4 separate regions of the Mus musculus genome follow, and all the other regions are linked to region 4. The links are chromatin contacts, called in public HiChIP or PLAC-seq and promoter capture Hi-C maps. All regions are on one chromosome and are shown on one strand. Each heading gives the region's core, a stretch centred on a gene start, on an enhancer-like site or on the middle of the called end of the contact. The rest is flanking DNA. Distances are from core to core; before and after follow the strand shown.

The links. Promoter capture Hi-C pulls out the DNA fragments that hold promoters and counts their contacts. HiChIP or PLAC-seq counts read pairs in DNA pulled down with a chosen protein or histone mark. Capture Hi-C pulls out chosen DNA fragments and counts their contacts.
Region 1: a contact with region 4 is called in a promoter capture Hi-C map of liver, with 2.9 times the contacts expected there. The contact joins the promoter of Pbx4 here to the promoter of Ifi30 in region 4. A contact is called at or near these places in 1 of 39 promoter capture datasets (liver) and 1 of 115 datasets of contacts at active chromatin or transcription factors (pancreatic cancer cells).
Region 2: an H3K27ac HiChIP or PLAC-seq map of microglia shows a contact between it and region 4, with 6 times the contacts expected there. The contact joins the enhancer-like site here to the promoter of Ifi30 in region 4. A contact is called at or near these places in 3 of 39 promoter capture datasets (cranial neural crest, hippocampal neurons and liver) and 8 of 115 datasets of contacts at active chromatin or transcription factors (astrocytes, bone marrow-derived macrophages, embryonic stem cells and 3 more).
Region 3: a promoter capture Hi-C map of liver shows a contact between it and region 4. The contact joins the promoter of Abhd8 here to the promoter of Ifi30 in region 4. A contact is called at or near these places in 7 of 39 promoter capture datasets (the 3T3-L1 cell line, cranial neural crest, hippocampal neurons and 3 more), 1 of 15 datasets of contacts at CTCF or cohesin (embryonic stem cells), 8 of 484 Hi-C or Micro-C datasets (LSK cells, cerebellar granule neurons, embryonic stem cells and 4 more), 14 of 115 datasets of contacts at active chromatin or transcription factors (the NIH/3T3 cell line, Th17 cells, astrocytes and 9 more) and 1 of 9 other capture datasets (liver).

What each region holds. Positions count from the first base shown.
Region 1 is chr8:69,826,945-69,834,476 of GRCm38.p6, forward strand. It overlaps Pbx4 (pre B cell leukemia homeobox 4), which reads left to right and starts at 5,680. Exons shown (of 8, transcript NM_001024954.2): 1 at 5,680-5,907. The coding sequence starts at 5,765. It overlaps Lpar2 (lysophosphatidic acid receptor 2), which reads left to right. Exons shown (of 3, transcript NM_020028.3): 3 at 1-4,158.
Region 2 is chr8:71,632,480-71,639,346 of GRCm38.p6, forward strand. It overlaps Unc13a (unc-13 homolog A), which reads right to left. Exons shown (of 44, transcript NM_001029873.2): 36 at 6,738-6,743; 37 at 5,293-5,331; 38 at 4,059-4,088; 39 at 2,691-2,747; 40 at 2,410-2,490; 41 at 2,038-2,185. Among named protein-coding and RNA genes, the nearest start is that of Mir6769b, 4.8 kb to the left of the region's middle. Within about 2 kb of position 1,687, at least 71 of the 459 cell types and tissues checked have an H3K27ac peak or open chromatin away from gene starts, as enhancers often do. A contact at or near this core is called in bone marrow-derived macrophages and microglia, where this site is marked.
Region 3 is chr8:71,460,607-71,467,610 of GRCm38.p6, forward strand. Abhd8 (abhydrolase domain containing 8) reads right to left here and starts at 3,051. Exons shown (of 5, transcript NM_022419.3): 1 at 2,860-3,051; 2 at 640-1,366. The coding sequence starts at 2,869. Mrpl34 (mitochondrial ribosomal protein L34) reads left to right here and starts at 4,320. Exons shown (of 2, transcript NM_053162.2): 1 at 4,320-4,461; 2 at 4,644-5,147. The coding sequence starts at 4,397. The coding sequence ends at 4,857.
Region 4 is chr8:70,761,700-70,768,413 of GRCm38.p6, forward strand. Ifi30 (interferon gamma inducible protein 30) reads right to left here and starts at 4,964. Exons shown (of 8, transcript NM_023065.3): 1 at 4,810-4,964; 2 at 3,221-3,403; 3 at 3,066-3,095; 4 at 3,020-3,064; 5 at 2,848-2,940; 6 at 2,028-2,180; 7 at 1,429-1,482; 8 at 1,074-1,341. The coding sequence starts at 4,932. The coding sequence ends at 1,276. It overlaps 6330537M06Rik (a long non-coding RNA gene), which reads left to right. Exons shown (of 2, transcript XR_003947402.1): 2 at 4,226-5,876. It overlaps Pik3r2 (phosphoinositide-3-kinase regulatory subunit 2), which reads right to left. Exons shown (of 16, transcript NM_008841.3): 16 at 6,477-6,714.

The DNA.
Region 1 (7,532 bases), core at 4,430-6,929, 930 kb before region 4:
TGTCCCAGGCTATACCACCTACTGTTACAGGGTAGACTGTAGGAGTACTGTCTTCCTGAGGCGGCTTTTGGTTGTTTTGTTTTGCTTTTGAGATAGGCTCTCATGTAGCCTAGGCGGCCTTGAATTCACTGTGTAGGTGAGGATGGCCTTGAACTCTTGATGGTCCTGACTCCCAAGTGCTAGTACTGAAGCTGATTCCTTAGATGTGCTGAGCAGCCTGAGGGCTCACCTGCCTCCCTTAGTACGAGGGACCCCATGACACAGAGCAAGCCTTTCCACTCTGAGGTTGCAGAGTTGGGGTTTGGTTTGGTTTAGTTAGGATTTTTTTCTGTTGGTTGGCAGGTGTTTTGCCATTACTTCAGTCAGTCTGTCCCAGTGTCCTGGAATCATGACTCAGGGCTGCCAAGAATCCTTCAACATGAAATCCCATGGCCCCAGCCAGCCTTGAACTTGCTGCATAGACTAGGCTGTTCTTGAATCCATTGTCTTGCCTCCGAATTGTAGATGTTGGGATTAGAGCTATATGCTGCCATACCCAGTTTTTGTCTCTTCCTGGAGTCTTACAAATGTTTCTTTCCTTTTGCCTCTGTCCTACCCAGCTCTCTCTTTAAAGAACCTAGGATGATTTCTAGTTTGTGCAAACCTTCTCCTTCTGCCTGCCTCACCCCCTTTTTTTTTAGACCCAAAGTCTCACAGTGCAGCCCAGTCCACCCTAGAGCTCACTGTGCCACTCAGGCTAATATCAAACTCTCAGGTCTCTTCCTGCCTGGGCTCCCTGAGTGCTAGGAATGACAAGCCATATTGAGCCTGTGTCTGACTGCACAGCTTGGAAAAGCACAGCTATGCAGGGGGCACCAGAAAACTCCATGAGGAAGGGCTTCAGTGTCCCTTGGACTTTCTACTTCTGAGTCCCCCAAGACCTCAGATATGCCAGGCCTGAGGTTAACTCCCTCCCTCCCTCCCTCCCTCCCTCCCTCCCTCCCTCCCTCCCTCCCTCCCTCGCCAGAGAAGCCTCCTAGCAGGCAGTGTGAGCCATGAACTTGGCTCCCTGCTCTGCCTCACCAGAGAGGAGTCGGGGTTATGTTCTCACCTCAGATTCACAGCCGAGGAACAGCAGGAACTTGAACCTCTGTCTTATCTGAGGCCAAATTCTTAAGGCATTAAAGCATCTGTTTCTTAAGAACGGAAAACGTCTCTTTCTTTCTACAGTCAGTGCCCGGCTTTTCCCACAGCTAGGACCTTGCACACTCTAGGCAAGTTCCCCAGCACAGATCTTCTATCACGTGAGCCATGTCCAAAAGGAAAACAGTGCAGACCGAACTGAAGGGCTGGATTGCAGTGGGCCTTTGCTTCTTTGTGGGTTCTTTTTTCTCACTCTTTATGCCTCTGGTTTCACCCCATCAGTCACAAGATAGAAAAAGAAAAAGGGAGAAAGATACTGAGATCTGTGAATCTAATTTCTTTCTTCCTGTTTCTTCTTTGAGCACAACTACTAACAAACTATGATCAACCAACCACACTACCTATGGGGCCCTAGCATTCATACACCCTTGAAAAAGTTTCCAGAATTCTAAACATCACACAACCACAGAAACTCTCTGCAGTTGGCAAAACTGTGCCTCATGTTCCAAGGTGATAGCCCAGGAACCTCTGCAGCCAGGTGTTCATTAAGGACAGTGTCCCTGAAGCCAGGTGTCCATGAAGGACAGTGTCCCTGCAGCCAGGTGTCCATGAAGGACAGTGTCCCTGCAGCCAGGTGTCCATGAAGGACAGTGTCCCTTTCCTACCTCCTAGGAGCTCCAGGCATACTGGACATGGGTCACTTTAGGGATGGGTGGAGGCAGCCAATTGAATCCTGATTTGGGGACCTCTGATGGCCTGCAGAAGTCAGCTCTGTCACCTGTCCTTAGTGGCTGTCCTCCATCAGCACCATCCAGATGCTATCCAGGGATTTATCTTGTCAACCTTTACATTTTATTTTCCCTTTTCCACTTAGAGGCATTATGCTTTTTTGTTCTTTGAGACAGGGACTCACTGTGTAGCACTGGCTGGCCTCTAACTCACAAAGATCAGCCTGCCTCTGCCTCCTGAGAGCTGGGATTAAAGGAAAGTGCCTTGTGATTTACAGATTTCTGCACTTGCGTGGATGCACCTCTGCATGTGGAGGCTGGAGATGTGTCAAGTCAGCCCTGAAGGCAGGGCCACCTTAGTCAACATAGCAGGGTCTCTGTCACATCCAGAGCTCACCAATACAGCTAGTCTCACTGGGCATCTTGTTCTGAGCAATCCCCTGTCTCTGCCCTCCAAGGCAGGAGATATACTCAGGACACTGCTCCTGTCCCCACTTTTATGTGGATTTCTGAGGTTCTGAATTCTGGTCTTCAAACTTGAGTAGCAAGCGCTTTAAAAAGTACTGAGCCATTGCCCTAGCCTGGCTTTTCCTTGACTTCTCTGCTGTGTGACATCAAGCTTTTGTCTCTTTTAGACCATTGGAACTTACAGTCTTCTCCCTCCCCCAGATCAGGCCTGTGCAGTGCTGGGCCACTGTCTGACCTTTTGTACACTCTGGGCCCACCTTAAAGGCTTCTATTACTTCCTGTGGCTGGGGCCAAGCCTAGGGTTTTCCTTGTGCTTACACATTTGAATTTCTTGCCAGGCACCCCCGGAAGTCTCCATCTTCCCCATGCCCCGTCGCCCCCATACACACATGCTGCTTGAGTTTCCTCTTCAGTAAGAACAAAAGGCAGATGACTTGACTTCGCAGTCACACTGACCCTTCACCAAGCCTTCACCTGAATTCTGTCTCTGAGCAAACATTCAGGGAGGCTCTGTATCTCTAGAGAGGGATTTGTGTGTGTGTGTGTGTGTGTGTGTCCCTTTTTAGGACTCACAAACAAGAGAGACAAAAGGCCTGTGAGAGTTCTCTGTCTTGGGGTACACCTGAGCATTGATATTCGGCAAAGTCTTCATTCTTTAGCCATGTGCTAGCATTTGCTAGACCTGGAATGCTGGGGTTGGAAGGAAGGACTGGATCTAAGGAACTCAGCAGGGAGAAGCGCTTCCTGCCAAGCCTGGCAACAAGAGTTCAATCCCTGGACTCATGGTAGTAGAGACCCAAGTCCTGAAAGTTGTTCTCTGACCTCCACACTTGGGCTATGATGTACAAACACATCACACTTGTGCTGTGGTGTGTAAACACATTGTGTGTGTGCATGCACGCACACACATACACACAATGACAAAATTTTAAAAGAACAAACAGGTTGAGGTCACTCCCACGTTGGATCTTGATAAAACAATAGAGTTAACTTCTCCAGTGGAGAAAGGTACTGGATTCTAGCTTCCTTCCTGCCATCTACACAAATCTACACTTTTCATCTGTCCCCCCACCCCCCCCAAGCCTGGTAAAAGGGAAACAGAAAGGTTTAGGGAAAGGCACGGTGGAGGGATAACCTTTTTGTGCACTGTATAAAGCATGTCTTCCTATTACCCAGATGCTGGTTTTGTTAACACCCCTCTCTCCCCTTCTGACTGGTTTTAATAAAAAGCTGTTGGCCTATAGTGAAGCCGGAGACTGCCAGCTCCGGACTTGCAGGGAGAGATTGAACTCTGAAGGAGTCAGGCTCTAGAAGCCCAACATGGAGGAAGAAGCAGGCTCCAGTACTAGAGACCGAGAGGTCACAAGCCATGAGGCAGACATGGAATAATATAAATGTGTTAGTAGAAGTTGTACGAGCTAGTTGGGAACAAGCCTAGCTATAAGGCCTAGGCATTTATAAATAAACATGTCTCTGTATCTTTATTCAGAGTTGGGGTAAGCATGGAAGGTCCATACGGTTATAACAGGATTCTGGTGACCAGCCAAAGGAGACTATGCTCGAGGGGCCCAGGACTTATGGGAAACAGTCATACCCCTCCAGGCTGGATATGGTCATTGCCATGTTGAATCAAGAACTGCGTTCATTCATGCATGACCTCACAAGTTTGGACCACTAATATGTTTTTGTACAAATACAGGACATATGCATAGGACCACTCTCCTCAATAAAGATTATAGACCCATAATGAAGGTGGGGGAGGGAAGATGATACATTTCTGCTGGAGCTGCCCATGCATTGGGGAGGAACCTCAATAAAGTCCCTGGTTCACAAAACTGGACTTGAGTGAAGTTGTTTCTTTGGTCAGGTTAACTTCTTATCCCAGAGCAGTTCCCCAGAAAAAGTCAAATATTGCAGACATTGATGCTCTTGAGGTCAGAAGAATTCTTTTTTTTTTTTTTTTTTAGATTTATTTATTATTATATGTAAGTACACTGTAGCTGTCTTCAGACACACCAGAAGAGGGAGTCAGATCATGTTACAGATGGTTGTGAGCCACCATGTGGTTGCTGGGATTTGAACTCTGGACCTTCAGAAGAGCAGTCGGGTGCTCTTACCCACTGAGCCATCTCACCAGCCCAGAAGAATTCTGAGGAGTCATAGAGTGGAGGACCCTGAGGGCTGCTGGGAGAACCCCAGGGCGGGGGGTGGGAGGGACTGTGAAAAGGACCAGAAATTTTGCGGAGCCTGGGACTCAGGTGTGAGAGGCCTTGAGGAAGAGGCAGGACTGGGGAGTGGGAATTCTGAGGAGCTGTGGGGAGCTATGAGGAGGAAGACCCACAGTTCTGAGGAAGTAGCCAGGGCAGTGAGGAGAGGGGAAGGCACTCTCAGTTACCAGTGAATTTGATATCAGTTTGAACTATATGAGGCACTGACTCAAGACGCTGAAAATTTAGGGTACAGATATAGTTAGGTTGGTAGGGTTTTGTCTGGTATGCTTGCTGCCCTGAATTCCATCCTCTTCACCACACAAACAGGGCCCTGTGGCACACAGCACTCATCCCAGCACTTAGGAGTTAGAGGTAGAAGAAAGTTCGAGATCATGCTCCAATCATAGCAAACTCGGGCAACCTTCATTACATAACAAACTTGAGGACAGCATGGGCAATAAGAGACTCTGTCTCAAGTTATTTTTGAAACAAGGTCTCTCTGTATAGCCCTGGCTGTCTGGAAACTATGTAGCCTAGGCTAGCCTAGAGCTCACAGAGATCCATCTCCCTGGTGTTGGGATTAAAGGCATGTGTCGCCTTGCCCACCCACAAATTTTTGAAATTTTTGAAAAATATGAAGATGGGGAGCAAACAGTGAGGATGCAAGCCTCTGAGGAAGTAAACTCAGATGTGAATGACTGTAAAGAACCCGGGCCCTGTGAAGAAGTGATAACCTAAACAGATCCAGGACTAAAGAGAAGGCAGAGGCACTGGAGTAAGCAAGGGACGAGGGCCTATGATGGGGAAGGTAGCCATAAAGTGCACCAGACTTAAGCAAATGCAGGCGGTAGTCGTTACCATGGCAACCCCAACCATGGGGTTCCTTTCTTACTGGCAGTTGAGAAAGGAAGTTTCTAGCTAGTCGCTGAGGAGGGGGAACAGTGCATGGTGCTGATTGGTGACGGCGCCCACAGGGGGCGTGTCCTGAGGGGTGGGAGGATCAGAAGAGAATTCCTGTTTCCTAGACAACCCTCAACCCTCAGCAGCCGTTGAGAAGCTGTTTGGGGCGCATCGCGAAGGAGAGGGTGATGCACGGCGAAGATAGATGAAAAGGGCGTTTTATTGGCTAGTGGACTTGAAGGAGGCGTGGTCCCTGGGTCTGCGGCGGTTGGCTGCTGCGCAAGCGCGAGAGCCCGGCGGGACCTGTCCCTCTGCGCTCGCTCGGGACTGTAGCCCATGGCCGCCCCTCTGCGTCCCGTGCCGCCACAGCCCGCCCCGCGCCGCCTGCCGACCACAGCTCCACTAGGCCATGACACGAGCGACGTCCTGCAGCAGATCATGGCCATCACCGACCAGAGCCTGGACGAGGCTCAGGCCAGGTGCGGCTCCCGGGCAGGAAGGGAAGGGGCGGAGGCGGGATGAGGATGGGACAGGTGCAGCTGAGCTTGGAGTGATGGACAGGCGGAGTGATCTTGGGCCAGAGGGAATGAAGGATACAAGAATTTGTCCTGGACTAAAGGGTGACTTCGTGAGGAAAGAGGGTATCAGAGTTATGGAGGTAAAAGCCCGGCCCTGGGAACAGGAGACATTGGAAGGGTTAAGTGATCTATTATTGGCGGACGCGTAGGGTTGGGGTAGGGCAAAGACCGCAAGTTTGCAAGTCACACAGTGGAAGAGAAGCTACTGAAGAGCCTGTACTAGAATGATCTGATACAGGATCCGTTGAGAACTTTCAGGAACGGATATGGGGAGCTGGGTGGACATAGAGGGCACCCGTCTTTTTATAGTTTTTATTTTCTCTTTGTGTGTATGTGTGTGTGCTCCCGACATGTGAGTAGAGATCTCCAGTTCTTTGGGAGTGTAGCGAGTACACTAAACCACTAAGCTCTCTCTCCAGTGTACCCACCCCCAACCTGGCAGGAGCTTTTATCACCAGGCTTGCTTCAAACTCATCATTTTTTTTAAAGAGTCAGTTATTTTATGTATATGAGTACACTGTAGCTGTCTTCAGACACACCAGAAGAGGGCATCAGATCCCATTACAGATGACTGTGAGCCACCAAGTGGTTGCTGGGAATTGAACTCAGGATCTCTGGAAGAGCAGTCAGTGCTCTTAACCACTGAGCCCTCTCTCCATCCCTCAAACTTATTAAAAGATAACCTTGGAAGGATCTTTGAGTTCGAGGCCAGCCTAGTCTGCAAAGCGAGTTCCAGGACAGCCAGGGCTACACAGAGAAACCCTGGCTAGAACCATCCAGAGACTCAAACAAACAAACAAACAAACAAAAGATAACCTTGAACTCCTGATCATGCAGTCTTTACCTTCAGAGTGCTGGGGTGAGAGTCATCCGCCACCCACTAACCACATCCCAAGGATTCCTTTTCTTTATATTTATTTGTCTGTTTGTTTGGGAGAGGACCTCATGTTTCCCAGGCTAGCCTGAAACTCTCCATACAACACATACAGTCCAGGATGATCTCCTGCCTCAGCCTCCCTGAGTGCATGTACCAGCACACCCAGCTCGTGTGATGCTCAGGCTGAACACAGGGCTTTGTGCATGCTAGGCCAGCACTCAGGGACCCATTTTAAAGCATTTCTTTCATATATGTGTGTGATGATGTGGCTTTGTGTGTATGTGCACGTGTGCATGCTGGTCCACATCGCGCATGTGTGTATTGAGGTAAGAGGTCACTATCAGCGGTCTTCCTCGATCATGCTCTGGCTTTTGCATTTACATTTATTTATGGACTGAAGCATGTATATGAAGTCTCAGAAGCCCTGAGAAAGTCAGTTCTTCCCTTCCACTCTGGTTCATGAGGTCAAGTTGGGATTTGGGTTATTTCCCTGCCTTGGGTTCCATAGACTTGGAGTGGCTGCAGAATTGCTGCTCCAGAGATGTAGAAGGGGAAGAAGCCAGGAGTCCGTTCTTGCACAGGTCCCCAAAGGCTACCTCAGGAGCTGTTGTTTGGTGCCCACACCCTGCCTCCATTGTTGTGGGTTTTT
Region 2 (6,867 bases), core at 437-2,936, 870 kb after region 4:
CTCCACTCCCAGGGCACCCCATGCACGGGCATGGCAAGGAAGAGAATGTGGAAGGCAAGATGATCATCAGAGGTCCATCCAGGTTACCTGTGCTGGACAGGAAGTGATGGGGATCAGGAAACAGGGCGGCCAGGAGACTCCTGCGCTCATGGCCCCAGCACTGTCCACCTCAGGTGGTCACCCATATCATCTCAGATACCTCCCCAGTCACATGCTCAGCCCCCTCCCCCCAGGCCAATGCTTCAGCAAGCTCAGTCCGGGCCAGAGGTGGGGTGCTGGGGAGTTAGACATGGTGGGTTGTGTAAAAGGTCAGATCAAGGCCCAGGCTAGTAAGAAGTGAGGAGGGGGCGGTGCCAGCCCCCACCCCAGGTTTGCTGGCTCCACCAGGAAGGGGCTGTCACACACTCCACCCTCCCACCATAACCAGAGTCTCTTGTAGGGGAAGGAGGCTGCCTTGACCCTCAACCACAGGAAACCTCAGGTGCCTGTGGGAAGACTGGACAGGATGCAAGTTCTTTTTGGATGGGGGCGGGTATTTGACTAAGATTGGTGGGAACATGTGATCCCCCTATCACTGCTTCCCAAGTACAGGGACCACAGGCCTGTGCCATCAGGCACACCTGGAAATGTCCATCTTGACTATCCCTGTTTTCCAGGGGACAGAACAGTCAGGGAGGAGGCTGGCTGCAGAATGGCTGACTTAGGATCTGAGCACACTTCATTGTTTAGTTTTCTTGTGCTTTTCTGGGAATGGAAGCCGCAGGCCCAGCCTGGGATGCGTGTGTCTTGGGAGAAAGGGATGGGGACTCCTTCCCTGGGTGGAGCCAGCAAGCCGCCCTTCCCCATGTGCGAGGACATGGCGCCCCCGTGCGGGAAGGCCGGGGTCTTACTAGCCGGGCAGGGGGAAGGGCGCAGGCACCGGGCACCGCGTGCGGGTGGCGGGCGGCGCAGGCACGTACCCATCTCAGGACAAACGTCTTCACTAAGGGTAAACCTAGTCCCTTTTCCACCATGGACTGACCAGGATGGACAGGGAGGGAGGAGGAGAGGAGGGAGGAGTGTACGTGGCGGGGGGGGGGGCGGGGGGGGGAGGCGCAGAAAGGGGGCAGCGAGTGACAGGAAGAACAAGAGAGCAAGAGAGAGAGCAAGAGAGAATGAGAGAGTGAGAGAGAGAGAGAAAGAGAGAGAGAGAAGGGGAGAGAGAAAGAAACGTCAGTGCAGACGGACGGACAGACAGACAGCCTCCCACTCCGGGAACACTAGGGACACCAAAAGCAACAAGAACAGGAGAGGAAACTGAGGCTTGGGCTCCACCCGCTGTGCGGGGTTGGGGGCCATGGATAACAACCTCCCTCGTTCCACCACAAGAACAAAGCCTGAGGTCACCAACCTCTGCCCAGATGGCACCTTTGGGGTAATTCTGAACGGGGGTCCCGAGAGAGAGAGAGAGAGAGAGAGAGAGAGATACTAGGACCTTGGACCCCTGCCCTGTGGCCTCAGCTGCTGCATGGAGAGAGCTCAGAGGGACGGGGACAGAAGCAACACAGACAGACAGAGGGATCGGGGAGACCTGAGGCCCAGCACCTCCCAGGTCCCCACAACTCCCAGGGCCAGATCCTTGAACCTCCTAGACCTGTCAATCATTCCACATCTTTGACTTAGCGCAGAGGCCCCGCCCCCAAGGAGGAAGCCACGCTTTGAATCCATGACATCAGATTTCACCTAGAGCTGTCAATTTTCTCTTATTCTAAGAGTACCATAGAAGTCCTGCCCCAGAGCGGACAACCAGGTCCCGCCCCTCAATGACAGTCACTCCGTTGCCCTGGAAGCTTTAAAATCCTGGCTTCTGGAGTCAGTGAGGTTCCCTCCAACGGCTGCCCATCACCCCTTGTTTCTTTGTCTTGAAAGAATCACCTTTGGTGCCTAGATGTCGGATGCCCCGCCCCCATGGAGTTCTGTCAGTCATTCAGGGGAGGAGCCTGCGGCTGGGCGGGGAGACTCTGGTTGGCTCGGGAAGAAAGCACCAGATTCCCTTACCCTGCGCTGACTGCGTCTGCACGAAGGTTTTGATGAGCAGGTCGGTGGCTTGCGTGTAGAGCGACAGGGCGTAGCGCAGGGACTGGAGGTCCGGGCTCTTCTCCAGGAAGGTCTTCTTGAGGCCAACGCCCCCCGCGTGGAAGTATTGCTGAGGGTGGACACAGTGAGGCTTCAGATGGCTCCCAGCACCTCTCACCCTCCCCATCTTCACCAGGCCACAGCTGCCCCAGGACCACTGTATTTACTGTATGCACAGATGGAAAGTTACTCCCTGCTCGCTACCCATATACTTTACTTTGTAAATTCCTATGCATTCCTCAAATCCCACTTTCTCATGCCCTCTCTTAAAACCCTCTGTAGCCCCTCCCTTACCTTGATGGTGTCCAGGGCCAGTTCAACAACAGCACACTGCTTCGGGGTCAAGCTCTTGGCTTCTTCCCGCACCATGTGATCCTGTGGGGATGGCAGGGAGAGGTTAGGTGGGCAAAGCTTTTACACTGTGAGCCTTTGCTTTCCATGCTGTGGATCAAGTGATCTGTATCCTTGATCCATTATACTCAAGGACATTTTAAGTGGGATTCAGGTCTGGGAGCAGGGATTTTTGCCTGTTGATCTGTTCCTAGTCTTTCTCCTGAGAGCTTCTGCCCCCTCACCTTAAGTTTGGACAGCTGGCCCAGCTCCTTGGCAGCATTGAAGATCATTTGTGTCCCCTGTGGAAAACAGCAGGTAGCTCGGGTGAGAGTGTGCGTTTTCTAAATAGTTCCCCATCCTGAGTGACCCAAACCCAACTGCCAACTTGGTTCCTGTCCAAAGGTTCAAGCAATGCTTGAGACCCATGGACAGCAGGATCAGGAGCTCCAGTGAGATCCAGGGGCACATGGCACCTTGTTGCAGGAGAAGCCCGGTTCTCTGGGAAGACTGCCCACCCTGTCATACCCACCATGACCTCACAACTGGAAGACATAAGAGAAACAGGCATGTGGCCGCCTGTCCATGTGTGGCGTGATGAGGGAGGACAGAGATGGGCTTGTTAGTGGCAATGGGTCCTGAGCCAGGCTGGGCATTCAGGGACCCACCTTGGGGGAATTTCCTTTCCCCTGGTCACCCCTGGGGGTGGTGTGGAGGACTCTTTGAGCATCAGGAAGACTCCTCACATACTGGCATCTGCATACACTTCCCCTCTCCCCAAGATGCCCACCAGATGCCAACTATGGCTATGCAGAGCCAGGCAGGTCTTGGTGAAAACTCCAGCCAGGCTATGCAGCCCTGGATAGGTGACTTAACCCCTCTGAAACTGCTACCCCTTTAGATGGTGGTCACAGCCACCCTATGGCCTTGAAAGAATGTGTAATTCCTTGATGTCTTGTTTGCTGTCTTGGTCTCATCACAGGTAATGCCTGGCAGAATGGGTCCCATCCTCAGATTCTCCACTGAACTGCAAGACCTCAGGCCTAGTCTTTTCTGGGCCTGGTATCTCCATGCTAATTAGTAACTTGTGGGAGGGAAGCTGGCTCCACCAGCTAGGATGGCCCAGGGCTATGGTTGGCCTGTTTAGCAGAGGATGTTTGGAAACACCACCTGGCTTTGAGACTTCAGGCTGTCACTCTGTGCTATTCTGTCCTGCTGGGGATGGAAACCAGGCCCTCACACACACATCAGGACAAAAGTCACAGTCTGGCCCCGTGAGTGCTCAGTGAGCGGCTTCTGCTGCACTACAGCCCTGTAGTCTTAGGGTTCCCTGAGGCTGTGAGCTGGAGTTACCAGAGCCTACCTGTCTGAGCCTCAGTTTCCCTTGTTGCACCCACCTGTGCTCCAGTGCAAAGCAGGGGGCCCTCCTGAGCACCCTCCACGCCTCCCACTGCCCTTCCCTACCCACCAACAAACAAGTCAGACAGACAGAGGAAGAAGAAATAACAGACAGGGCCACAGGATGCCCCCGACGGCACGGACCACAGAGAGGAAGGGCAGGGAGGAAGAGGGATGGGGTGGGAGCCAGACAGACAGTGAGAGGCCAGGCTTACGTCTGAGTGGCTTGGCAGTTTCACCCTGCCCTGTGGAGAGAACCAGGCGGAGGTCAGAGTTCTGATGCGTGTTGGGAGGATACTCAGTGGGACTTCCCTGCCCCTTGGAATCATAGGGTGAGCTCCCCCCAGTCATTGAAGTGGATACTAGTGCCTCCCATCTGAGGCATCTACCTTTGTCTCTGAATGTAGACTTCTTGACCACTGCACATATTGGGGACTCCTAGAAGGCTATAACCCCGACTACAGGAGAAGGCAAGGAGAGGGAGGGCTCGAGGTCTCTGTACCCCCCACATGCCCCAAGCCAGTGTTGGGGAGGCCTGAAATGCCCTGATTAGTCCTGCAAGCTCCAAGTGCCTTCACACACACACACACACACACACACACACACACTCACACACACACATAAACACATATGCTTACATGTACACACAGACACACATGCTTGCACACAGACATGCACACACAGGAGAACATGTGCATGAACACACATACATACATTCTCACACATATGCACGCACACACAGACATACACATGCACACACAGATACGTATGCTTGCACACTCAGACACACACCACCCAGGCAGACCCATACATACACACAGGCAAGCACACATATGCACACAGACACATACTCACTCTAGACCTGCAGACTGATTCTGCAGACATTTAAAATAATAATTAAAAAAACCAATCAATTCACACATTCAGGAACCTCTCAGGCCAGAACACACAACATGCTTTGCATGATCACATGTAAACTCATACATCGTTGACCACAGTGCCTCCAGGAGTGACTGGGAGTGGAAATACCCTATGCTCCAGTCATAACACCAAGACCCATTCAGGGCATGGAGAGGCCCTGATACATTCATTCTGTGCAATCAAGTTCGCAGTCAAGCAACTGCCCACATTTGGCCACATTTGGCCTTACAATAAACATTCATTAAAGCAATAAGAATCCATGTCTCAGTGCAGGGCCATCCAGGATGTGGTCCTTGGAAGAAACCACAGATATCAGCTGAGTCTGGGGCTGAGGGACAGAAGGGCTATGCACACACTCCCCCTCCCCCCACCTCCAGAAAAGGATCTGAGCTCTGACTTTCAGTTCCTAGGGACCAGATCAAGATCAGCCTCCCACTGTGGCATCAGCTGATCTTCCTACCCAAGTAGGAACCACAGGAGCACTCACGCCCGGACACCCGGACCCCGGCAAGCCGAGGCCCTCATTACCTTTTCTAGGCCCTTGCCATGTTTTCTCAAGAGGGTGCCCTGCAGAGACAATGTCATATGGAGGTCAGGACCCAGGAGAATCAGTCTCCCATGTGGGAACAGGAGGGCTGCACTGACTAAGGGTTGGGGAATGCTGGGGAATGTGGAGGCTCACTCCTAAGAGACAGAGGAAGGAGAGGAGACGCTGTATGATCCAGAGAGAGAAAAAGGGGAGGAGGGTGAGGGGAGGAGTGAAAAGGAAGGCAGGGAGGAAGCTGGAAAACAAGGAGGAGGGATGATGGGGAAGAGGGAAGAGAAGGGAGAGACAGACATGGGGGGGTGGGAGAAATCCAGGAAGAGGAGGGAGAGGAAGGATGGGAAGGGAGATGAAAGGTGAGGGAAGGGGATGGGGAGAAAGAGGAGGAGAAGAGTGCCAGGGCCAGAGCCAGCAAGAGCACAAGGTAAACGCCACTGTCAAAATACAAGCCATTTACATTTGGTGTACAAAGAAACCTGCTGGATCCCAGATTAACAGAAGCATCCCCGGTCTGCACTGAGACAGATCCAAACTGACGCCATCACTAAGCTATGGCCTGAGCCAGAAGGCTGCTCTCCCTCCCAGCCTTGGCTTTTCCCACTAGATTGATTGTATTGAGACTTCCCTCAGAGGGCTGTCATGAAGGTAAGCTGTGACAGGCACTGGCTTGTCACAAGCTGTCAGTGTCTTGTTTTCCTTTACGGTTTGCCTACAACTACAACCTGGGCACTGGGCATGATGCCATGCTGCGTCCTCTGGGAAGGTGAGTTTGGGACAAAGTAAAATGTCATGGTGGCCTCGCCTGACCCATAGAGAATTGTTGGAGGGGATGGTTTTACTGAGGGGTCTGTGGGTCACTGGGCAAACGTTTGGATACCGTGATTGCTCCCTTTCACTCTGGTAGCTCAGAAAGCCCTGGCATGGAATTCTTTCCAATTCTTTCCCATTCCCAGAAACCAAGGTTGGGAGTTTCTCCCAGGTGATGGTCTGGACAAAGTGGTGACACCCAGACTGCCTACATACTCTCCAGGTCCCCCAGCTGGGCCTCCACATGTATTGGTGTGTGCCTGTGCACTAGGGGAGTCATGGGGGTGTGCTGAGCAGGCCACATGGCAGACACCTGCATGCGAGAGGGAGGACTCCACCTCCCTCTTTCTACCCTTCAGACTGGGTGGGTTTCCATCTAAAGGACAGGGACAGGATTGGACAGGAAGGAATAGACTGACAGTGTGGATGTAGGTAGGCTCTGCTTTTGAATCTGGGAGGGGTGTGGCCTCCAAGCCCCATGTCCCACCCACCAGCACACAGATACAAAGTCAAGGTGAGGGGAGGAGGGGGCACTGGGAGGGTGGGGGCGGCCCCAGTCCAAACACACAGCGAACGAAAAAGGACGATGGACAGACAGACGGACAAACGGGTCTCTACTTACAATCATCTGCCAGCCGGAATGGGGGCAGGGTGGGGAGAGGGGAATAAGTCACTGTGAGTGGCTCTGGGAAGACACTGAGGCGATGTCGCCCCGCCCCAGCCCTGGCCTTGCCCAGAGGACCAGTCCTGAG
Region 3 (7,004 bases), core at 1,801-4,300, 700 kb after region 4:
TCATAGCAATCCTCCTGCCTTGGTCTTGGAAGTTCTGGGGTATCATGCCCATACCCTGTAGTTTGTTTTTTGGTTGTTGCTGTAGTTGTTGTAGTTGTTGTTGTTTTTAACATAGGTTTTTGCTATAAGTGTAGCCCTGGTTTGGAAACGACTTCATAGCCGGGGCCCGCCTTACATTTTGAGCTATCTTCCAATGTCAGCCTCCTAAGTATGGTGATGACACACTTGCTACCACAGGTGACCAGATACTAATGACTAGGTCAGAGCTCTAGTGTCAAGCTACTCCCAGCCCCTCACTGAAGGATTCTAGGCAGGGCTCCACACTGAGCCACGCCTCCTGTCCTTCACTAAAGGATTCTAGGCAAGGTTTCACCCTGACTATGCCTCCAGCTCCCTCAGTGGGGCTTTGAGCCACACGCCCAGCCCAATCTCATTTTCCAAGTAAAGAAGTTGTTGCGTGGGGTAGCATAGAAGGCTTTTATTCTAGTCTTTGGGATGTAAATGCAGGAGGACCAGGTGTTCAAGTTCAGCCTCAGCTACATAATGATTTTTGAGGCTAGCCTGGGGTACACAAAGCCCTGTCTCAACCTAGCTCCAGGGGGAAGGGAATGGTTTGTGAGCATCCCACTCGGATCTTACCCGTAAGAATGGCCGATGAGCACATTGCGCTTCTTGGCATAGCGTGTGAAGATGGCCCTCATATCCTCTGCCAATGCGTAAAAGGTGTAGGCAGCTGCCACCTGCGGCGCAGAGCTGGCTCCATGGCCCGCCAGGTCAGGTGCCACCACCTCATAGCCGAGTCGCACAAAGAAGTCTAGCTGCTCCTTCCAGATGGCGAGTGAGCCACCGACTCCGTGAATGAAGAACAGCACCACATCAGCCTGCGCACCCTTGCAGCTGGTGATGCGCTGCTCACAGTCGATGTGGATGGTCCTCTTCGGACGCCGTGGGCGGCGCCGTCGCCCGCTGCCTGGGTTGGCCCGGGTGTCTCCTCCTGCGGGCTCAGCCAGCTCAACCTCGAGTGCAGCAGGCGGGTCCCCGGAGCCACTGCGGCCTTGCAGGTCGGCACGAGGCGCTCGGCCCAGGTTCTCCACCACCAGCCTCCCGTTGCGGTACACTGTGATACGGCGCTGGCAGCGCACAAGGCCCGTCTTGACCCCTGGATCATCTTCAGGAGGTGGTGGTGGCGGCGTGGGGATGGGCGCGGGCCCCGCATGCTTTACCCGCAGCACCCGGCCTGGCTTGACCTCCACGAATGTGTAGCCGTCACTGGACTCGACACTCTCCAGTGGCCGCACGGCGTTAGGGGGAGTCCCCAGCAGGCAGCAGAAAAAGCCATCTGTCACCCCAGTCAGCATGGTGTGTTCTGGAGAGAGGAACAGTGGCTAGCTCAGTGTTGGTGGCTCTGGTCTTGCATCGGGTAAGCAGGACCTGGAAGCCCCTTCCAGGTTTCCCCAGACACCCCAATGCCAGACAAGTTCTCAGGGTGTCCCTTAGTACAATACTGAAGAGAGCATGGGGGAGGGGGGCTTCCAGAAGGAGAAAACATTAAAGCAAGAGCCCATTGCAAGGAGACCCTTGCCCCACCAGCTGGAGTTTATCATTTATTCACAAATCCGTATCTTTATGTACAAATTCATCCACACACTGATTTATGCAAGCATGGATGCAAGCTGGTTTGCATGCTTACTTTTGAGAAAGAAACTCATGTAGCCCAGGCTGGCTTGGAAATCCTCATGCTGCCCAGACTGACCTTGCTCTGCCTTCCACCTCCGGAGTTGTAGCAGGTTGAGCATACAGGTGTTCCTAAGACCAAAGGGAACCTCGAACTCCCACAGTCCTCCTGCCTCTACCTTCCCAAGTGTTGGGGTGACAGATGTGCATCAACATGATGCCATTGGTTTGTTTTTGAAACAAGGTCTCATTCTGTCGTCCTGGGCTGTACACTGGTCTCAAACTCCTTGCAATCCTCCTGCCTCCACCTCTGCCAGTACTAGAATGACTAGTGTGAACCCCGATCACTGCCAACCTTTTACACGGGGTTTCATTCTGTAGTCCATGCTGGCCTCAACCTTGTGCCCAAGCTCCTGGGTGGTGAGATGACAGCCCATAAAGCCTGGCTCTTATTCTAAAATGTCAAAGTTCTTAGCTCAGGCCTCTAGTGTTAATCTGACTAGTGACGAATGAGGCGGGGGAAGGATGTTGGCCACTAGAACTCGGGTTGTATCCGGCTCCAGGTTCAGAAGAGAGCTAGAGCTGACTTGCACAGTATCGAGAACTGATGGAGGTTGCTGCCCTCAGCATCCTGTGTTCAAAGGGTACACAACCCTAGTGGCAGCCAGGAAGATAAAGGCAGAACCTGACTGGGGGCTCTGGGCCTCCATCCGGTTCCCTTGGCCACCCCCCCCGGTGTCCATGACAACCACAGGCGGTTACATAACTCCAGGGGATACCGGAGCAGCACACCCCCATTGTCTGAGGCATAGGGATGGGGCCAGCTTCGTTTTTCCATCACGGCCTGGGCGCCGCTGGAGTGATGGTCATTAAATACCCCGCTCGTGATAGCCCCGGATGCACTTGAGGGGAAAGCAGGCCTTGCTCCTCATTTCTAAGGCTGTGGAACCCCGACTGTGGCGGCTTCTCTAAAGCGCAGCGCCAGTCCTGTTTCCCAGCCCGACCCGCTTTTCCCTGGAGTTCGTCACCCCCGCGGTGGGGTCAAGGCTACCGGGGTTCCGCAGCATCCTAGCAGTACGAATGCGGAGCTTGGCGGTTATCCACCCCCGGCAGCGACACCCCCCACCCCTCAGTGGAGGCCTGGCAGCCTGGTGACTCCTCTCTCGGGGAACAGAGCCAGCTCACCTGAGGTCATCGAGGGGCCCGGGGCCCGAGGCAGGACGCAGGGGTCCCGGGCGGAGAAGCCAGCGTCCACCTGCAGGTGCCGCTTACATGGTGGTGCGGGGTTGGCCGCATTAGCGCGGACAGGCGCGGGCCCGGACGGTCAACGCAGGGGCATCCCGCAGCCGCGTAGCAAACCGGCCCTGTAAGTCCCACCCAGCGTGGGCGGGGCCTGGAGCAGATGGGCAGGCATCTCGGCCTATGGCAGCGGCGAGCCGTCTGGCCTAGATAACCGTCCAACCAGAGGCTTCTCTTCCCAGGATCAGCGCGCGGTCTGCAAGCAGCAGCCCCACCCCTGTGAAGAGTTTGGGGGGAATGAGGGAGGGATGGGCTAGAGCCTGGACCGAGAAGGGCTTGCAGTCGAGGGACAGCGAGTAGCTTGGGGGTGTGGTGGATGTGCTCTGTCTGGGACAGGGTCTCCTCAGCCAGCTTCTGCCTCCCGCAAGGCGGTATGCCCTCTGTCTCTTGACCTTCTCGTTCTGCACACTTCCAAATCTCTACACTTTCAGGTCGGGAAACAGACAAAACATCAAGGCAGGCATTTGAACCAGAGGCTGTGTCAGAAGTGTCAGAGCTGCTGCAGAACTAGCGAATGGGAATTGCATCCTAGTGATGGGGTCTCTGCTACACCAAGACTGAGCCCCAGGCTAACCTTCCCACCCTGGCGCGCTGTTCGCTCATGGGCTCAAGGTGCAGCCCAAACACTTGTCGCCATCCCTTCTACACACCTTCTACATACAATAAGTACTCAACACATCGCCTCAATTATTTGTAGGCACAACTAGCCATTTTACCATTTAGTTCATGGTAAGGACCATGAACTTCAGAAATGCTGGTGTGTACGGCTTCCTGTGGCTGCTGGCACGGCTGTCTGGACATCTTCTTTAAACAGTGGAGAGCTATGGAAGGTGTGTGAACAGGAGTCCAGATCTGAGCTGCGGGAAGAAAATTCCCCCAGGCCAGCCTGAAGGATTAAACTAACCAGAGCAAATTCACAACGCACGAGTTTTCGAGATTATGAAGAGCTGGAACTCAAGGACATCCGGGCCGCGCGCCAAGAGAAGTCTTGGCTGCGGGCGCCAAGAAGCTGCCAGCCCGCTGCGTGCCAGCTGCCCGTCTTCAATGAGGGCGGGTGAAAAGGCCAGCAGCCAGTTCTCCAGACTGCTGCCAGAGTCGTCACCACCACTCTGGGGCGCCCTCTACCAGTGGCCGAGGCGAAGAACTACAACTCCCAGAAGGCCAGGGGGACAGAATGTCATACGCACACGCAGGAGTTTACATTCGTTCGCCCTCTCCTGGTCATTTTGGAGAACTACATGCCACTGAGGACAGACATCCCCCAACCCCCACCCCACTATCGTCACCTGCAGGTGTGGAACTACAGCTCCCGGAAGGCCCCGCGGCAACAAGAACTACATTTCCCAGAAGGCATTGTCAAGGAGCCCAGAGTGTAGGAACTGGCATTGACCCGGACGACCGGACCATTGACCCGCCGCTGGATATGGCTTTCCTAGCCCGGTGCTTTGGGTGCCAGGCCTGCAGATCGGTGGCCCTATTGAGTGGCAGGTGAGTGTTCAGAGATACCCTGCTCCAGAATGGAAACAAGGGTGGTCTCTATAGACTACCATGCGTACTTATGTAGCGCCTTTTGTAAACAAGCTCTTTTGTTGCCCTGCCCATTACAAAGGCGGCTCAGAAAGTCATACAGCGTACATTCTCTGAGATTCACGGTTCCTCTGGTCCCACAGGTATCTCCAGTCCAGAGTCTGGATGGGGCTCCCGGACTCCTGGCCTCTCCTCTCCCTGCAGCAGGCTCGCGGCCGCGCGCGCGGAAACGAGTATCAGCCGAGCAACATCAAGCGCAAGCACAAGCACGGCTGGGTCCGTCGGCTGAGCACGCCTGCCGGCGTGCAGGTCATCCTCCGTCGCATGCTGAAGGGCCGCAAGTCCCTGAGCCACTGAGGAGCGCAACGTCGCAGGGAATAGACTCAGACGCCGGTAGAGTTGCCCGAGGGCGAGAAGTTGGGGCAAGCTGAAAGTGGGGGTCTGTCCCTTCGTAGGTTTTTAGACGCATCCCCCGTCGACGGCTGCTTACCAACCACCAGCACCTGCGATACCTCATCCATTTCTGTGAATATATTTGAAGGCATCTTTGCAAGACGGGGTCATTAAAACACAGACACCACCCCTACGTTTCCAGCCATTCCAAAGTATTACCGACTTAATAAATATTCACGTTTCTTGAACCACTACGTATGTATTAACTTACAGTTCTGGAAGACTGGTCGGGGTTAGGGATCTTGGGGCTTCTGCTTGACCCCAGGACTCCAACAGGGCTTTTAGTTCATAGGTTCTGTGTCCCCATACAGGAAAGTATTCTCTCTCAGTTCCTGTGGCCTCTATGTTTCTATTTCAGATCTGACCCCCATGTGCTCCAACACCCCAGCTCTAAATCCACGTGACCCATCAGACAACGGGTCCCTTCATGACAAGGCAGGGGCTGCTGACATAACTCAGCAGGTAAAGGCGTTTGCTAAATAATGCTTCAGGACCTAAGTTCAATCCCAGGAATGCACACCATAAAAGGAGAGGACAGTCAGTTACTAACTACAGACGAGACATCGGGCCAAATCGGAAGCCAGCACCACTCTTAAATCACCCAGTGTGGCATTGTTTTAGATTGATGTATTTATATGTTGTATATGCCATTTACTTGTGGCTTAGTTTGGTTTCTACCAAAAACAGCTGGTAGAGGAAACAATTTATTCTGTCTCAGTTAACAGTCCATCTCTGAAGATGGTCAGGCAGGACCTGAAGGCAGGAGCTGATGCAGAGGCCTTGGAAGGGTGCCACTTGTGCTCAGCCTGCTCCTCATGGCTTACTCAGCCTGCTTTCTTATAGAATTTAGCACCACCATCCCAGGCATGGCACTACCCACAATGGGCTGAGCCCTCCCCAATAATCTCTGATTAATAAAATGCATAGCCATGTGCCGGGTGTGGTGGCGCACGCCTTTGATCCCAGCAGTCCGGAGGCAGAGGCAAGTGGATTTCTGAGTTCGAGGCCAGCCTGGTCTACAGAGTGAATTCCAGGACAGCCAGGGCTACACTGAGAAACCCTGTCTCGAAAAACAAACAAACAAACAAAAACAAAACAAAAAAAATGTATAGCCATGATGGCCTTGAATTCCTGACCCTCCTCCCAGACATGGCACTCTTGTGGGGAGGATAGGTAGGCAGTGTCAGATTTTGCCCTAAGTCTGGCTCTAACACCTGCTATAGTTCTCCAGAGGCCCAAGGTTTTAGTCCTACCTCAGGGGTCCAAATTCCAGGTCCCTCAGGCTTCCCCCCTATGTTGTAGTTACCCCCTATCCAATCCCTCCTGCAGACCCAGTCCTTTCTTCCAGCTGGGGCACACACCTTTAATCCCAGCATTCAGAATTTGAGACCAGCCTGGACTACACAGAGAAACCTTGTCTCAAAGAAAAGAAAATGTCCCACAGGCTTGCCTACAACCCAATCTTATGGAAGGATTTTCTTAATTGATGCTCCCTCCTCCAAGGACTCTAGCTTGTATCAAGTTGACATAAAAAATTATCCAAGAGAGTCTCAGTGAGTGAACTGTTTATGGTGCAAGCTTGAAGACCTGAGTTTATATCCCCATACTCACAAAAGGCCAGACATATCAGTGGCCCAAGCACTTGGGAATCAGTGGTAGGCAGATCCTGGGGGCTTGCTAGCCAACCAGTCTAGCCAAAATGGTCCAATTCCAGGTTCAGTGAGAGACCCTGTCATAAAATATAAATGAAGGGGCTGAGGCTATGCCTCTGGCAGAACAGTTGGCCAGCATGGAACAACCCAAGTTCCATACCTAGCACCCCACACACCCCGGTGAAGCACACTTGAGATTCCAGGGTCTCAGAGGCAGGATGATCAGAACAAATCATTCTTAGCAACATAGCAAGGTAAGGCCAACCTGGACTTCATGAATTCCTATTTCTAAGTGAACGAGGGCCAGTGGGATAGCTCAGCATGAAAAGGCACTTGCCAGTCAAGTCTGGTGACCTGAGTTGATACTGGAACCCATGTGAAGGTGGGTAAGAGGGGTCC
Region 4 (6,714 bases), core at 3,714-6,213:
TGCCTAAGGAACTCCTATTCATTCTTCAAAGCCCAATTCTAAAATGCCTATCCTCATTATATAGACTCTACACATCCCATCCTTCCAGTCTTCATTCCTCCCCTGGCCTATCCTGGCTTCACTAAACTAGTGACAGGATTGGTTCTGCATTTCCTGGACAGAGGACTCATTGGTAACTGGTCCTTGGCATCTTTAGGTGTGAAGGTCAATTCTGTCAATCAGACAGGATCTAGAGTCACCTTGAAGACAACCCCGGGGGCATATGAGATGGTTGGTCTAGAAAAGTGGTTCTCAACCTTCCTGATGCTATGACCTTTTAATATAGTTCCTCATGCTGTGCTGACCCCCGACTATAACGTTTTGTTGTTAGGTAATTTTGCTACTGTTATGATTTGTAAATATCTGATATGTGACCGCTGTGAAAGGGTTGTCTGACCTCCCCCAAGGGGTGTGGACTCACAGGGTGAGAGCAGCTGGTCTAGACTGTTAGCTGAGGTGAAAAGATTCCCCCGACCCAGAATGTGGGTGGCACCATCCTATGTGCTAGAGTTCTGGACAAATTAAAAAGTTGCAAGTGTCTGAGCAGTGGTTGCCCACACCTTTAGTCTCATCTTTCAGGAGGCAGAGGCAAGTGGATCTCTGTGAGTTTGAGGGACTTGGGGACAGAACAAGTTCCAGAACAGCCAGGGCTACATTCTGTCTCCACCCAACCCCTCCCACCAATAGGATGAAGTGGGTGGAGCATCAGCATTTGCCTGCTTGCCTCCTGACTGCATACAGTGTGACTTCAAGCTCCTGTCTGGACTTACACAAACACACAGACACAGACACACATAGGAGATGGGCTATAGACTCTCACAAGGTGAGCCAGCATACACCCTTCCTTCCTTAAGTAGCTTTTGTGTTTTGTTATACAATGAAAAAAGTAATTCCCAGAGACTGGCATTTTTTTGGCTTTTCAGATGGGATGAACTCTAGGGTCTGGGGCATTGAGAGCTGAGCAGGTGCAGTACCCTGGGTTACAGCTCCACATTAAAGACAAAAACACAAACTCCAACTCTAGGAAAAAGGAATCACAGGAGTATAGATGATTTATTCTATGAATTTAAATTTAGCACCATTTGAAAATAAGGCAAGATCCTTGTCTCTGAGAAGTCTGGAGTCTGGGCTTTGTGGGACATGTGCAAGGTTTTCATAGCGAGGCAGCAGCTCTTGCAGGTTGGCAATTTGAAGAAGCTGGGCAGTTTTTCCTGGGACGAGTTTGAGGTTATGCCTTTACTTATAGCAGACCTTCCTGGGGGAGTCGGCAATGGAGGAGCAGATGTCTGGCTTCTCCGTTCCCTGGAGGGGGATGAAAGGCTAGGAATGGGGGACCTCTGGGGAGACTCAACCCCCCTAGATGAACCCCATGATTCATGCCCAGCTTACCTGGTACAGCTGACAGACTATGCTCAGGAGCTCGCTGGGGTCCTTCAAAGGTTTCTGCATATCACAGGAGACATGGGTAAGCACAGCTGGGTAAGAGGAATGAGCCTGGGAGCTGACGTAGGGGGATCACTGATAGTTCCAGAACACTCTCACTTGTACTGACCTAGGCAGGGCGGCTGATCTGTCACTCTGCTTTGGGATCTTTCAGACAAAGACTCTTGTGTATGAGGCCAGAGCTCAAAATGGAGGATCTTTGTTGTCTTTTGTTATTTTGGCTTTGGTGTCTTTTTTCTAATTAAAATCTTATTTTTAGATTTGTTTATCTTATTCATGTGTAGGGATGTTTTGCCCCCAAGTATGTGTGTACACAATGTTTATGTAGTACCCATGGCGGCCACAAGAGGGCGGTAGATCCCTGGAGCTGGTGCTGGGACTCAAACCCAGGTCATCTGCAAAGAGGGCCAGCTTTCTTAACCACCGAGCCTGGAGTCACTGCTGTAGCAACACTCAGTGCTGGGGAATACACCACCATGCTTTTTACATGACTCTGGGGCTTTGAACTCAGACTGTGCTGCCCTGGCTGGCTAGAGAGTTCTTACCTCATTGACCAGCACCCAGGGCACATACTCGTGGGGTGGGTGTAGGGCATCTGTGAGCTGGGCATTCTCATGCATGAGCTGTGTGCCCCGTTTTCCTGTGGCGCACTCCATGATACTCTCTGGTGACACCTCAGGAGCATACACCTGCAGGCACTGTGAGAAGAGGGGGACACATTGTTCAGTCATTTCGCCATCAGCCCCCAAGTGGCCCCAGACAGACCTCTCCCCTCTCACTGTCCGTCTGGGTGGAGGTTCCTTGAAGCTGAGTCTTTGGGTGCTCTTGCCTCCCAGTAACACCGGATTTGCAGCCTCTGCCCCCTGGTATCTCATTATCTCAGGGCCTCCTTACATGCCGATCCCTCTGCTGGCAACACCCTACTGTTCCTTGGTGTCTCCTTGGTGCTCAGGCTCCTTGACTCTCCAGTCCTACCAAAGGAGTCGGGCTGGGAGTGTCCCGCAGGCTCCAGGAGGCTGGGAGGCCTGACGTTTGTTTGATAAGCCACAGTAGTGATTGGAGAGCTGTGAACCTTTGGACGTTATTTCCCACAATGCTCTGGGAAGCAGGCTCGGCCTGGCTTATCTCCTGTCACCTGTGTCTTGTGTCTACAAATAGTGAAGATCCCAGGCTTTGCTCATAGACCTAAAGGTTTTCCTGTATAGAAACTACGTGAGGGAAAGTCACGCCAAGGGCTAGGGGTGTGACTTGGGGAGGAGCCCTGCCTAGAACCCCCCTAGTGAGGGCCTGGGGCGTGGCTCAGGAATGGATCCCCTGCCTAGATATTGGAGCCAGGGCGGCACAACCTCCCACCCAACAACTCACCGGTCCCAGTTTCTTCTCCATATCATCCATCTCCTCCATACAGACGATGGTTAGGAACGCTGCCTCCTTTTCCAGCTTATCCAGCAGACAGGCCTGGAGAGGCAGGCAAGTGTTGTCCAGAGAAAGTGGCCAATCCCGCCTCCCTTCACCGCAGGTCCGCACTCCAGCTTACCTCCACCATGTTCAGTCTACACTCCAGCTCCCCGTGCTGGCACGTGGAACTCCCACGTACCGCTGACATTTCTCTCCTGCAAGATAGCAATGGATCTTGGTGAGCTCAGGTGACTAGGTGTTCCTGGTGAGCTCAGGTGACCAGGTGTTCCTGTCCCTTGGCATCCCTCCTGCTTCAGTTTCTTTGCCCCGCCCCCAGTACCTGTGCATTCCCGTAGGGCACCAGGGTGATGTTCATGATTTCCATCACCATCAGCCAGGTTGGGAACAAATCCCGGACGAGGAAGTAGCGACAAGCTCCACACAGGGACTCATAATACAGGCTGACTCTGACAGGTGGTGAAGGGGGCAATGGGCGTGGCCCCAAGAGGCACACATCGTGGGCCTGAAAGGAAGAGAGGTGTCTGGTGAGGTATGGCCCCGGTCACCCCTGAAGAGGGCAGCCCTATGCCAAGACCCTTATAGTTCGTTCAGCCTTGTGGCACTGGGGACTAAAGGTTTCTTTGCACGTGTTGGGGGAGCAGTCTCCCAGTGAGCCACATCCCGGGCCCTCTGAGGGTTTTTTTGGGGGGGGGGTTTAGAGACAGGGTTTCTCTGTGTAGCCCTGGCTGTCCTGGTACTCACTTTGTAGACCAGGCTAGCCTCGAACTCAGAAATCTGCCTGCCTCTGCCTCCCAATTGCTGGGACTAAAGGCGTGCGCCACCACCGCCAGGCTTTTTTTTCCCCCTCTGAGGTTTTCGAGACTCTAGATCCTGTTCCGCAATCACAGTTTATCTACAAAACGGAACCTGACAGGCTCTCAAACAGTAGGTGCTCAGCGAATGCACAATCTTTAACTATATTCAGGAAGTGCTAAGACAACACTAGCACCCGGGAGGCAGAGGAAGAGTTCCAGGCCAGCCTGCTGTACATAGTGAGTTCCAGGACAGTCAGCCCTACACTGAGACTCTGTCCCCTCCATTAACAAAACAGAAAACCAAACCAAATCAAAATAAAGTAAAATAAAGTAAAAGAAAAAAAAAAGATATGCATATTTCTAGTTGCTGCTCTCTCGCTCAGCTTTGTCTGTTCAGAGATGCACACTCTGAAGCCAAATACATGCTCTCTCGCTTGATCTCTCTCCGTCCCTCCTCCCTCCCCACCTCTGTAATTTTGCGCATCACAGCGATGCCTTTCACCCACGAAGACTCTATTCTTCCTCTCCAGGGACCCAGGGAAACTTCACCCAGTCTGATGCCCGACTAGACACAGAAGGTGCCTGATGCGTGCAGAGACTTCCGGTCCCCGGGGAGGGCGGGCCGAGTCTGAGCAAGGATCTAGGCGTGCGGGGCATGTGTTTGCTCCAGGTCAGAAGCACGCTAGCCCCCTCTCTTCTTCGGCTGGAACGCACACCGTAAGCGACAAGAATTGTGTGAGGGTGGAGACCAGACAGTGATTCAACAGGTCTGGAGCAGAACACCCCCCCTCACACACATACACACACCCCGTGCGCGTGCCCATCCCTCAGCTCTTCACTCAGACATATCCGGTAGGTGGTTGATAAATGCTCAGGCAAGGCGGGCAGGGGATAGCTGCATTTTTCAGACCTGAGATGGGGAAGAGAAAGGACGTGGACACGGTACTCAGAGTTCAGGGACTGGATTAGGGGTGGCGGCCCTGGGCGTGACAGCTTTCCCTGAAGACATTGGAGTTCCCCAAAACGAGTTCACGGAATAAGTGCAGAGAAGTCCCTAAGCTGACAGACTGGCGGGCATCTGACCCTGGGCCCCTTCCTGCGTTGCGGTCCCTACCTTGCAGGTGGTTGTGCCTTCGGAGGATGCTTGCGAAAGGGACGCAGTGGCTGCTCTGGGAACCTCGAGTGGGAACAGCAGAAGCAGAAGGGACAAAAATGGTAGGATCGGAGACCAGGACATGGCTGCGGAGGAAAAAGCTGGCAGGACTGCTTGGTCAGGCCAGGAAGGCGGGAGACTTTAAGCAAGTGGAGGCCCCACCCACTAAGTCCACGCCCCATCCAGGCTCCTTCTAACCCTGGGACTCCTTTCCTGAAGGCTCCGCCCCAGCCAGGTGCTGGTCCCAAATCACGAGGCCACAAGACTCTGTCCAGCCTCCAGTCCTCCGCGGCTAGCATGTCTGGTCACGTGAAGTTTTTGGATCAGGCATGGGAAGGGGGACTCCAGACAGTGACGACCAGACCGAGGGACAGGAGGCTCATGTTCTTCCCCAGAGCCCAGCGGAGGTGGGGGAGTGACACATTCTCATCACTAATTCTTACTGCCATGACTCCAGGTCACAGCAAGCCAGCCCCGCCCGCCCGGCACATCCCCCCACCTCCGCTGATTCAGGCCACAGCAAAGAAGCTAGCTTAGGCAGGGCAACTTCCCATCTCTGGTTCTGGGCCCTGGCTTGGGTTGAGGACATAGCTGAGGTACTTGCTTCCAGCAACTGAGTGTGAGACTGGAGATGTGCCTGGACTCCAGACACTGTCCTTTTCCATCAGCTGCGGTTTCCCAGTCTGTGAAATGGGGTGCTAGTGACACATGACTGTGGATAGAGTCGCCAGGAAAGGATCATGCTGTGAGAGCCTCTGCACCAAGTCAGTTTGAGAATTGAACCCTGGGTCCCTGGAGCAGTGACAGGCCACAGAACAGCAGCACCAGCAGGAAAAGTTCCAGCTCCAAGCGTGAGAAAACCGGGTTTTCTGTGTAGGAGACAGCAAGCTAGAGGGGATGGCGATTTGGGATGGCTACATGCTGAGTTCTGTTCTAACCAAGTCTTGATTCCAACCCTCACCCCTCTGCAAGCTGGGCAGAGACCACCCCTGAGGCCACGAGTACGGATAACATTTGTTTTCTCTTTTGTTGATTTGTCTCCCCAGCTAATAAGCTTGTGATTGTGCCTCAGCTTCCCAGGCTCTGGGGTCACAAGGTGCTGTTTGTCTTAGGTCACTTGCAGGATGCAGCATGGACCAAGGCCAACTGAACCCATAGGGTAGTGGGTCAGGGACGGGTTCTGTCCGTTACTGTCCTAGCTGAGCCTAAACGCGCTGGAGGGGGAATGGGAGCACTTGGCAAAGTACTCATGGGCTTAAGTCTTGATGTGTTCCTACCCTAGTGCAGGACTTTTGCTAATGAGCACAGATCCTGGGGTCTGGTCAGCAAGTGTGCAGAGGGCCAGAGCTTGGTCTCCCCTCACAAATCAGGGAGACTAGGGACAGGCGACACCCGCCTGGGTGGCTGGGAGGTTGTTGCCTTTCTTCCTGATGAGGAAGTTAAGGACGACATGGGCGTCACAGCTTGTGTCTGTCCGAGCACCCTGGAGCTGGGGCAGCAGAAGAGGGGCTGTTCTTGGGTTTAGGGTCCCTGGCAGGCCAGGACATGGGTATGGGGCATGGCCACTGGCAGGACAAAGTCTGTCGTTCGCAACAGGGTTTAGGAATTCCAGTCCCCAAAGACACTCAGCCAACAGGTACAATGTTTCATATTCGTATCAATAAATGTACCGTACAAAACCTGCTGCCCATCCGCCCTGGGCAGGTATGGGGTCCAGGGAGCAGGGACACACCCAGGGCCCTTGTCCCAAAGGGGAGGCGATTGCACAGTCTGGAGAACAGCGCAGGGCCTGGGCGAGGGCCAGAGTTTGTATTTTGCCCGCCAGAGTGGGGAAGATTCTCGGCAGCTGCGGGGTAACCCCCTGTG